2 separate regions of the Drosophila melanogaster genome follow, and region 2 is linked to region 1. A link is a contact called in public Hi-C data. All regions are on one chromosome and are shown on one strand. The core of a region is the stretch at or near the end of the contact, and the rest is flanking DNA. Distances in the headings are between cores, read along the strand shown.

What was found. A called contact is a pair of places that touch in the nucleus more often than the background predicts.
Region 2: a Hi-C map of the Kc167 cell line shows a contact between it and region 1, with 1.6 times the contacts expected there. A contact is called at or near these places in 16 of 107 Hi-C or Micro-C datasets (the Clone 8 cell line, the Kc167 cell line, the Ras3 cell line and 8 more) and 1 of 7 datasets of targeted methods (the Kc167 cell line).

The regions. Positions count from the first base shown.
Region 1 is chr3L:11,347,127-11,352,375 of dm6, forward strand. lncRNA:CR45251 (long non-coding RNA:CR45251) reads right to left here and starts at 2,617. Exons shown (of 1, transcript NR_124887.1): 1 at 2,269-2,617.
Region 2 is chr3L:11,401,549-11,407,201 of dm6, forward strand. lncRNA:CR44363 (long non-coding RNA:CR44363) reads left to right here and starts at 3,987. Exons shown (of 1, transcript NR_124890.1): 1 at 3,987-4,546.

The DNA of each region.
Region 1 (5,249 bases), core at 1,367-3,866:
TACTCATCGGGGAGCGGCAAATAAGAACTTTAAATAAGATTATGTAATTTTTAAAATTTTGAAGTTTATTCAAATTCTTCGTCACTACGTCAATTTGCTTATTGCTTGTAATGTGTGCTGCGTATATTTTTTGCATTGTTGTATTGTTGTTTTTTAAAATCTTTCAAAAATAACACATATTTTTAAAAGGCTACAAATAGGAGTGAACCAATATTTTTTTTCTTGTGTCTAAGCTTGCCATTAAAACATAAGTTTCATCGTTCTGCTGTTTTAGCTGTTAGAAAAATATTGCTCGGCAAGAGTGGTGCATTAAAAACAACTTGCCAACACTAACTTTATTCAACTGGCATAGTATTTCATTGCCCATCAAAAGTTGCCAACAGGTGCAATAACTTATGCGCGTTATTAATGTTCGCTCCAACTATTTCCTTCCACTCGATTTGCTGGCAAAGGTAAAAGGTGAAAAGATTCGCAACGAATATTTTGCCACTGGCCCATACTTGATTTGCATTCAAAACAAAAAATTCTTTGCATAAATAAATAAAATTGCTGGAATCTCGAAAAAGCTGAAAAACAACAGTGCGAATCGCACATGTTTTAATAAACAAGAGCATATCCCAAACGATTTTTCGATATGAATGAGCAAATGAATGAATTGAATGAATGGAAATGAGTAGAAGAATGAACGGCATCTGCAAATACGAGTAGAGCAAATAAAATTTGGTTTGATTTTATTGTATTTATTTTCTGTATATTTTTGCGCTCACGCATTTCCATTGTTAAGCTTAAAATCTGCACATGCATTAAGGCCTGTTGTTTTTTTTTTAATGATAAATGTGCTGAATGCAAATCAATGCGAGTGTGTATTTAAAGAAACCTATTTATTCAACTGATTGTGTGGCTTATCCCTTTGAAAGCAAAGAAATTTTGAGTAACAAAACCATTTCGTCTGCCAATAGTTTGCCATGGCGATTCTCATTTTAAGTTAAGCAAGCATTATTCACAGCCAAAAATCTGTACAATTTAATTCTGTTTATCTAAGCTTCCTCCTCATCACTTTGTTTACAACGAATTTTGTATAAATATGACAAAATCGGTGCAAACTGCACAGGTTGTCACATTGGGTAATCTCTAAAAATAAGAAAGCATTGTAATTATATTTAATGCCGTTTCGTTGCCCAAATGAGTTGGCTCATCAGAAGGCCTTGGCACTATGCTAGTCTAGGCACGTGCCCCAATCTTGGCCTTGTCTTCATCAAAAAACACCTCTATGCGGACTCTCCATTTGCGGATCGAGTCGGGCGCCAAACTGTATGGCCTCCGCAGCTCAGCGAGCCACATTCAAATTCAAAAAAATATATATACATACATATATAGATGAAAAGATATAGTAATATATCTAATTAGAAGCAAACACAAAATGCAAATGAAGCAAATCACACATATTTATCATATTAAGTGTGCTTTACTATATGCCTAATGATGTTCAATTACCTCTATGAGGGTCGTAGGCACAGAAAAAAAAAATGGTTTGTTTTAGGTTTCCATACGGTTATATATAACATAAACATATAAATCTTCCTTATTGCAAAAAAATCTCTATTTTCGAAATCATTCTCTGTCATAATCATAAATTCATTCAATCCAGGAAGAAAATCAGCTGTCGCAGCTGGGAAAATGTCGAAGCAATTTCGAAAGCGATTTCAAAATCGTCGCACAAATCGATCCAATGAATTTCAAATTCAAGTGGCATCAGCTCGCTTTGTTTACAAACAAAAGAGGTGACCGATAGGGAAACTCGGGGACTCGAGAGGTTCGGTTCGTGGGGCCAACGTAGATCCATCCGTCGATTGGGGCATATGACAGCCCAAAGTGCTCCGTGCATATTAGATAAAATTATAAACAAAACACGAAAAGGCAACGCTGGAAATTTGTCACGCCCCACCGTTCGCGGGTGCTGAGCCCCTAAAAGGGGAGGGGGGTGGGTGTGGTGATAGATCGCGCTTTTTGTTGTCTTGCCAAAGCTGGGGGTCGACCTATTCAATATGCCGACACACGCGCCAAACACCTCCTACGCAGGGCCCACAATCGCCATCGAATGCGGCGTAGTAGAAGAGAGACCCGCAATCAGTCAGATTTGCCAGCGTGACACGAACGAACTTGTAGAAATTTAAATGAAAAAAAAAAAAATATATTAACAACAATTTATTAGCCACTAGCACGGGCTGAGTAGAATAATTGAGTCGTTGTGGCATTGAAAAATAATATATGTATATAAATATATTTATTGAGAAGCTGTTATCCATTACATACAATCCAGCAACCACCTTAATTACCTCACAAAAATTAATAATTGAATTTTAAATTTTGTAATGATTTTAATCCGTAGATATGTATGGCTTAGTGTCATAGCAGCATAGTTTTATTGGCTCAGCGTGGCTTTATTTTTTAGAGTCCCCAGCCCACTCGATGAGTGGCGTCCATTGTTTTCGAACCGCTTTGTTGTTGACGAAACGAAACGAAACGAGACGAGACGCAACAATCTGTTGAAGTTTGCCAAATGGATGACAGACGAGCGGACGGGCCAGAGCCCCAAACCGATCCCATGCGATGCGATGCGATACGATCCGATCCAGATTCGAGATTCAGATCCAGATCCAAAGCGAGAGACCCATGTGGCGACCACTCGATCGTCGCATGATATGTATGTGTCTCTATGAAATAAAAATGGGGCGAGATGAAGTGGTATGGAATGGAGGGTGAGGAGAGGGGCGCACTAATAGTGGCGATTGTTTAGGATATCAAAGGGAATCTCAGCTGTTGAGTGATAAAGAAAATATTTGTTTATTTGAACAAATAAACAATAGCGCACTTGCTGTGTTACACACCCATTATACATACATATACATATGTTAAAAACATTACATGTCAATTATATTTCATATTTTATTGCACCACATTGTTTTGTCCCTGCTTTTCAAAATAAAATAAAAAATCTATTTAAGTTTTGTTGTGGTTTATCTACCTGACTATTTAAAAATAGTGCTCTACATATATACCCTTCTATACCCCTTAGTTTTATGTCAACTGCACGAGTGCGATCCTCATTTGGCGCATTTGCTATTCGACTTTGCCTCTGCACATTACTTTTAATCACTCATCATATTGTTGCTATTGTTGCCATTGCTATTTATGTATATTTTTGTTGTGTTTGTTGCTCCGCTGGTCGCCAACTAATTTGCATATTAATACCCGCACACACCAGAAGCAGACGACTTATCTAACACGAGCACACAGCTGCGCCTATTTGGGAGTCGGGACTAGGGGCTCCAAGCCGAGTTGGTATACTAATATGCATATATTGTAGTATAGTATACTACTATGCTATGTACATGGTATATGGGCTCCGAGGTCTGGGTCTTTGAAGCTGGGGGCTACACATATCGAAGATAAGGAGCGCTCGCCAGCGATCGTTTGTGTATACTTCTTCCCTTGCAGTCGAAAAATATTTGGGTCAATTTCACTGATTAATAAATATCAGATTATTAATTAAATTAAATCCAAAATTCAAGTGATGGTTAAATTTTCTTAGAATTTTGTATTTGCAGAGTAGATAAAGGTTCATATTGACATTAAAAAAAAAAGATCTTATACTAAAATTTAAATTTATTTAAAAAAATGTTAAATAGTTTCAAGATGTTATTCTAGTATTCAAAATCTATATGTTATTTTTTATTGTCAGCCTTTTTTCAATGTTATTTTCTATTGTGGTGTATAGCAATAAGCTTGAAACGATAATGTTTGTTCATCTGTTTTCTTGAAGGTTTTCAAAAAATATTACAAATTCTTTGCATGTAGACTACTTCAAAGTGTTGCTACTGTTTCCCAGGGCTGCCAAATCAGATGGTAGCCCTGGCGTTGTCTGTTTTGTTTATTTTGAAAAGAGCCCCCCTTTGCATGGTGATGTCACAAGAATAACAAATGTTTTATTTTTTTCTCTATTTTGTATTTTTTTTTTGCCGCTTGCCTCGACGACTGGCACGTTTACGATCACATCGGGGCGTATGTTAATTTTTGTTTTGTTTGCAATCTATTAAAAAAAAAGGCAGAGAAAAAATGATTCCCACTTTCTGCTTTGAGCATTTAAATACAACAACCAAATTAATTCGTATGCCATGTTTGGCGCCTGTTTTTGTAAACCAGCTTTGTCTTCCATGCCTGTGCCGTTCGGGCTAAGAAAAAAACAAACAGCGAACTATACTATTTTTTTACCATGTCTATGTGGCCCACTGAAGATCGCGTTTGAAAGAGGCCCTGCTATGGGTTAATTAATGATCAGCATGCGCCATCCCTATATGATCATTGCCGCCCTCTGTGGGGGAAAAGTGGAACTAATGGTAAATCGATTATTTAAGCAATCTTCTGTAATTGATTAATCATAATTATGCAACGCTTGATACACAATGTGAATATTTATTGAATGTGTTTACATATCGCGTCGTAGGTTATCGACAGCAAACAAATTCCTTGGCCGAGGGGCATTCAAAAATAAGTAAACAATTTCGGAAATGTATATTTATGTGTCACAAAAGCGTAGGTGTTGGAATGGACCGAGAAGGCCCACAAAGAGACATTAAGAAAGTCTCGTTAACATGCACACGAGATTCAGTACTTAAGGAAAAGCGTCATCCAAGGGTCAACAGGGTGCAATATATCCATCTGCACTAGTCAGCAGGCAAAACCTTATTGTATAAACTTTTAGTCAAGGAACTAAACAAACCTTTTATGATATGGAGACGTATATGTTGTACAATCTATTCAATCTGTACAATCTTAATTATATATTAACTTATCCGTAGTATTTTGAGAAAAATTTGTGCTCTATAGTGTTCATCTGCTTGCACTTGTCGTGACGCATTTTATTTTTTGGCACACTTACCATTTCTCAATTAAATCAAAGCATTTTCAAGAATTGTGGTTTTAATGAACCCACTGCCAATATATAGGAAACCTTTTACAATTTACATTATATAGACGGTTTTCGATTATAAAGAAAACATTTCAAACGACACCTGTAAGAAATAGAAATTGATTCATTCTGCAAACCATTGATGCGATGTATTTTACAGATTGTAAAAATGCTGAACTCAAATTGCCATGCAAATGGTTTATGCTGTCGACCTTCAATGAAGTGCATGGTGGGATTTTGTCAGTCAAATTTGTACTGAGAAGACCTTGCCATTGTTGTG
Region 2 (5,653 bases), core at 2,737-5,236, 56 kb after region 1:
AATAGTATAAATCCAAAATAGGACAAATTTCCATTAGAGAAATTTCAACTTAAAAAATCATTGCTATTTATCTTTAGCTAAAATCAAAAAAATTGAGAACGTATTATTTAGAACCCAATTCAATTCATGAAAGAATATATAAATAAAGTTCAAAATATACGAACGTTGATGGCAAAGCTTTTTCCTTTGAAAGTTAAAAGCACCTTAAATAAGTGCCTTGGCCATGTACTTTGTTACCCACACATTTTTCATTACTTATTCTCTCCCAGTCCAATCCAATCCAATCCAATCCGATCCGATCCAATAGAGCCCGCCCCTTTGGTTGCGTTTTATTTTCACATTTTGCTGGGGTCGCTCTGACACACACAATAGTGACAGGTCGGTCAGTGGAAAATATGAATACCACTTGAGCATGTTAACCCCGAAAGGCGTTTATAAAACTGTCCAAGGCTATTAATATCAAAATTCCGCACACAGAGCAACCGCCTCGGGGCGGCAACTGCGCAGTGTTTTGGTATCGGTCGGAACGGAGTCAGGCCAAATAAAAAAAAAAAAAGGAAAATTGAGCAGGACACTGACACGGACACCCAACTAGCGAAGTCCTGGTCAGCCTATCAAGCGCAACGGACGGACATACGGACAAGCGAACGAACGGACAGATGGATAGACGGACGGACAGGCCGAGAGAGAGTGGCATGTTTGGCGTCCATGAGGCGGAAATGAAAGCGCCTGGCAACAGGGTGTATGGTGGGGGGGGGGGAGGGGGTCCTCGGTCAGTGGACGGAGGATTATCAACAGGCAAGCACACTCACACACTCGCCCAGATACCTAATAAAAACGAGAAAGAATACAGGATGCGGTATTTCGGCTAAAGGATACTCATTTCTCATCGGACTCAAAGTTATAAAATTAAAATCATACAACGATGCATTCCAACGTTTCTAACTAGTTGTGCATTTACAAATGCAGGATGGTTATGAGACCATTTTTTAAGAACTTCCATAGCAATTATATATATCCTCTTTGTTTGTAAGTACTGGGTATGAGCATATCCTTGGTCAACTCGGCCACCGGCTGAGGGCAACTCCGTGTTGTCGGGCGGAAGGCTTTTGTTGGATAAAGCTAAATGCCGGGCCCCTGCCGCCATGTGTCCATTGTTATTTATGATTAAAAGCGCAAGGACTTGCCGATGGGCGACCACCATTGCGCCCACACATATATTTACATGCGATCCACCTCCTTTCCGAAGCCCGTTTTTGTATGCTAAACATAACGCTGCATGTGTCCATACATGTCCATCACTTAATCACGCCACCAACCTTGTTGGTTTTTTTTTTGTGCCAGACTCCCTTCTCGGATCGCGAAGGATAGACTGGAAACTTTGAGAAAAAAAATATAAGGTTGTTCATTCTTGATTACTCTATAACTTTGATTTTGTTTTCATGAGAAGCATTCTTCCAGATGGAAGCATTTTAAGGATATAAGTCCTTTAGTTTAGATGCATGCTTACATACTCATCATAAATTGGCTACATCAATGTAATTTTTAATGGCCTTTCAAGCAAAAAGTATTCAATGTTCCGAATCGTGTCCGAATTTAAATATGTAGTGCATGTCAGTTTACGCTTTGTTAGTGAATCCTTTCTATTTGAATGTTACCACCTCTGCACGTTTTTTTTTAGAAAATCTTTGGGATCTCAACATAAGCCCGCCTGTCAGCCGAAGCTGAGTCCTTTTCTCGCCCGCTCACTGAATAATATGCAAATGGGTTAATTTTTATTTAGTTTCGTTGGGCATTCCTTTTGCATTTCAACCGACTCGGTTGGATGATTCACTTTATACATGTGTATAGGTATATATATATATGTATATGTATATGTATGTTAGGGTCCGCATCAACAGAATTTATGATGCAATCGCCTTACGCATTCCGGTTCTGGTCTTTGGGGCTCGGGAAACAGGACTTGGCAGGTATCCTGCCGCGTATCCTTGGCTTCAAGATTTCCCATTATTATGATCTCCTGCTTCGGCTGCTTTGGTCCTTGTGAGTGTTTTTTATGATGCCTGGAATTCCGAATGAAGAGGGTGTATATAAGGCTGGTGGCATCTTTGGCTTGACACGACTGTATATATTATACAACCAATTCTGAATTTAGTTTGCTTAGATCCAAAGAAGTAGTGGCTTTTGTACTTATTGCTCATCATTCTTTTGCCATAGGAACAGTGATTACCAGGTATCTACCAGTCGTGTTCTTCGATTAGAGGGTTCTTCCTTGTTTGGTTTTACTTTATTTGCAGCAGCAGCAGGAGCAGTTGCCAGGCGGCATCTGGGTTGTCCTGCATGTCCTTCCGCCATTAAGGGTGGTTGTTCCGCCACAGGCGGTTAGTTAGGCTTTGTTCCCTGCCCGCCGCCGAATGGACAAAGCATTTTATTTGAGCTTTTTATTTTGCTCAATTCCCTTTTTTATGCGCAGCATTGCCAACTCCTTTTTCCAGTGTCTTTGTGTGTGTGTGTGCGAGTGTGCGAGTGTGGCCTTTGTCCTTTGTTTGCGAAATGTGTGTCAGTGCGTCAGTCGGTTGCCAGGCACTTGGTTCGACTATTTCCGGTTTCAATATGCGCACTGCCTTTGCTTTGCCTTTGCCATTGCCATTGTCCTTGCCGAGTGGTAATGGTACAGTAGGTACAAGTCCTTTGGCCCGCTTCCTCCTCGAATTCCAGTTCCAGTTCCATATCCAGTTTTATTATCCCTTTCATTGGCACAAATTAGAAGTGCCCCTTTGCCGCTGGCTACATGTTATTAACTTTTGCTATGCCTTGTCGACTTGTCGACAAAAAGGTGTCAGCGTTGTGGGGTCCTGATTTACGACCACAATATATATACATCGCACTTTGCTGGCATAAATGAATACGTTGGGCCAGGATCGATCCTCCTCACATCCCTGCCACCACCCATCAAATTGACAGCTGGTGAATGAGTCCTTGCGATGACTTCAATCCAGAAAATACGAAATTCAGATGTGTAATGAGCTGGAAAACTACTTTGTGCGCTGTGCTGAGGCACCATATGAATAAAAGGTAATATTTTCAGAATAACAAAAAGCTGAAAAACAAAAGACACGGGTTAACTTTCCGGTGGAGCGAGATCTTATTATTTTGTTTTTCTCGAAAGCATCGAAACCAGTTGGGGAACTTGAGATGTTCCAGTAACTTGACAAGAAGATCGGTTAGGATAATTATTTGCCTGGAAGGCAGAGTGTTTCGAATGTATCTTTGTTACGAAGGTTGATAAATTAAGATTTCAAAATCATCTTCTGCTTAAGTGTTACACTTCCATGTGTTAGTATAAGAAATGTAGAAATGCTTTCTTTCTTAAATTAAGAACTATAACTTAATTAATTCTAAAGCTCCTATCCTCCTTTCACAAGATCTGTTGATGCATATGATTACCGCGAGAAATTCATATTGCTCCAAATTGGATAGAAAAGATTTATTAAGATCCGATTATACCGTTGATAATTCTAGCTTTCTTTAAGTCAATTCATGCTGATCGAATGTGAAAAGAATGAGCAAAATCAAAATCGAAAATCAGTCAACTAGACAAGATCACTTAATCAGCTGGGTTGCAATGAGATTGGAAATTGTGCAGAGCGATGCATTAGATGGGGCTCGAAATTGGAGCACATCGATCGATCCAACGATCGATCCAACGATTCGTGGATCCAATCTTTGTGCCAAAGCGATTTCATGCACGACAGCCTGCGATCGCAGAGCGATGAAAAGAAATCATTGAGCTGAGGATCCCGATCTCTGGTTTGGGGATCGCAGTTGATTGCTTCGCCTGCTCCACTGTCCACGTATCCCTCTGCGATTCCCCTTCGATTCTGCAGTTGGTGGTGGGGCAATTGCCGGCATGCCATCAATTAAAGTAATTTAAAGGAATCAGTAACGAAGGCAGCAGCAGCAACAACAGCAGCAGCAGCAACAACAGCAGCAGCAGCCACAACCGAAGCAGCAGCAACATTGTAGATAATGCGCGAACCGGCTAAAGAACCAATGCCCGTAACTAGATCCATAAGCTGAAAATCAATCAGGCGGAAAGTCAGACGGTCCGAGGAAACAACAACAAAGACGAAACAAAACACAGAGCGGTACGATGGGGCATAAAAAGAAGCCTATTAGAAGACAAGCGGCAGCCCAAGGCGAAAACAACAACTGGCGGCAGTCAACAATCGAGAATAACAGCAACGAAACTTAAAATTGGATGAACTAGAAAGAAAAAAACAGTAGCCACGAAATCGATTGAAGAGCTAAAGACTTGGCCATTGGAGCGCTCCAGCTTGAGCTCGAGTCTGGGCTCCATTTCGATGACGGGTGACGAAGATGTTGTTGATGATGATGATGGGCGATGACGGTGCACAGTGGTTACATGTTACACTAAAAGCACTCCGAAAAATAGTAATCGTTCGACATAGAATGCATGCATTTACAAAAATATATATCATATTGGTATTTATTTTTAAGAGATCTCAAAGATCTTTAGGCTAAGAAACTTTTCAATAAATATTCCCAAAAGACAAGACCCACTGTGCATGATGACGAGGGCTTTGCTTGCAAGCCATTTACTTAACAATAGCTGCAGCGATGGTGAAGAATAAAAAAAAAAAAAAGAAGAAAACAAGAGCAAAAGTCATCATTAACAAACAGTAGCCGAAAGAAAGAGTCGGGTCAGAAAAGCGGTTGGTGGAAGTGGTTTGGTTTTCGGTTTTCTGTATTGGATTGGGTATTGGAGATTGGGTCTTAAGTCTTAGGTCTGGGGTCTTCAGACCAAACTACAACGAATCAATAGACAGACACGATTAGAGTGGATAAGCGTGTCTGTCGGCTATAAAAGTGTAATATCTGTAACTCATTAATGACAGCAATTTTGGGCAACTGGCGATACTCAGCGGAATAGCATAGACCACTTCGTAGATACACACTCTATGGCTCAGCTGGACCCGAAATTATTATGCTAAACTGCTAGTGTAAATCTGTGGGCAGAAAACACAAAGCCAGCGACTTAAAGGGGACACAACTCTCGCTCGTCCGAGACCGACTGGTTCCAATCAACTGCCACTTAACTAAATGACTCTGCGTCTTGTAGCCAGTCGAAGGTGAAGACGAACTCGAAGAGCCGGACAAAAGACCAGACGGAGCCGTGCCTCAAGACCCAGAGACTCACAGCTCAGACTCAGGCCGAAAATCGAAAAGAACTTGTGTCCCGGTGTGAGTGCTCACCGATTTTATCACGAATGACTGATGAATATGCCCTTAAAGATATACGAGCTCGAGTACGGGTATGAGTATGAGCCCTCGACTCTCGATTCTTGACTCTCGATTCTTGATTCTCGATTCTCGAATCCATATTCCTCAGACACCGACAGATAAATGACCAGCTGACCGAATTGAAACTGATGTGTTATTGGTTCTCGGTCGGTTTCTGTTGCGGGTCCGTAATTGCGGACCCCGTGGGGTTTTTCGAAGGCCCTGCAAATGGAAATCTCTTCAATTTGTTAGGGCAACCCGTCCCGATTTGTGATTGTGCTGTTTTCTGTGCCGCCTATGTCGTGCAAGGTGAGGTTGTTTGCTTTGGCCCAACCGCAGGCAAGCACAG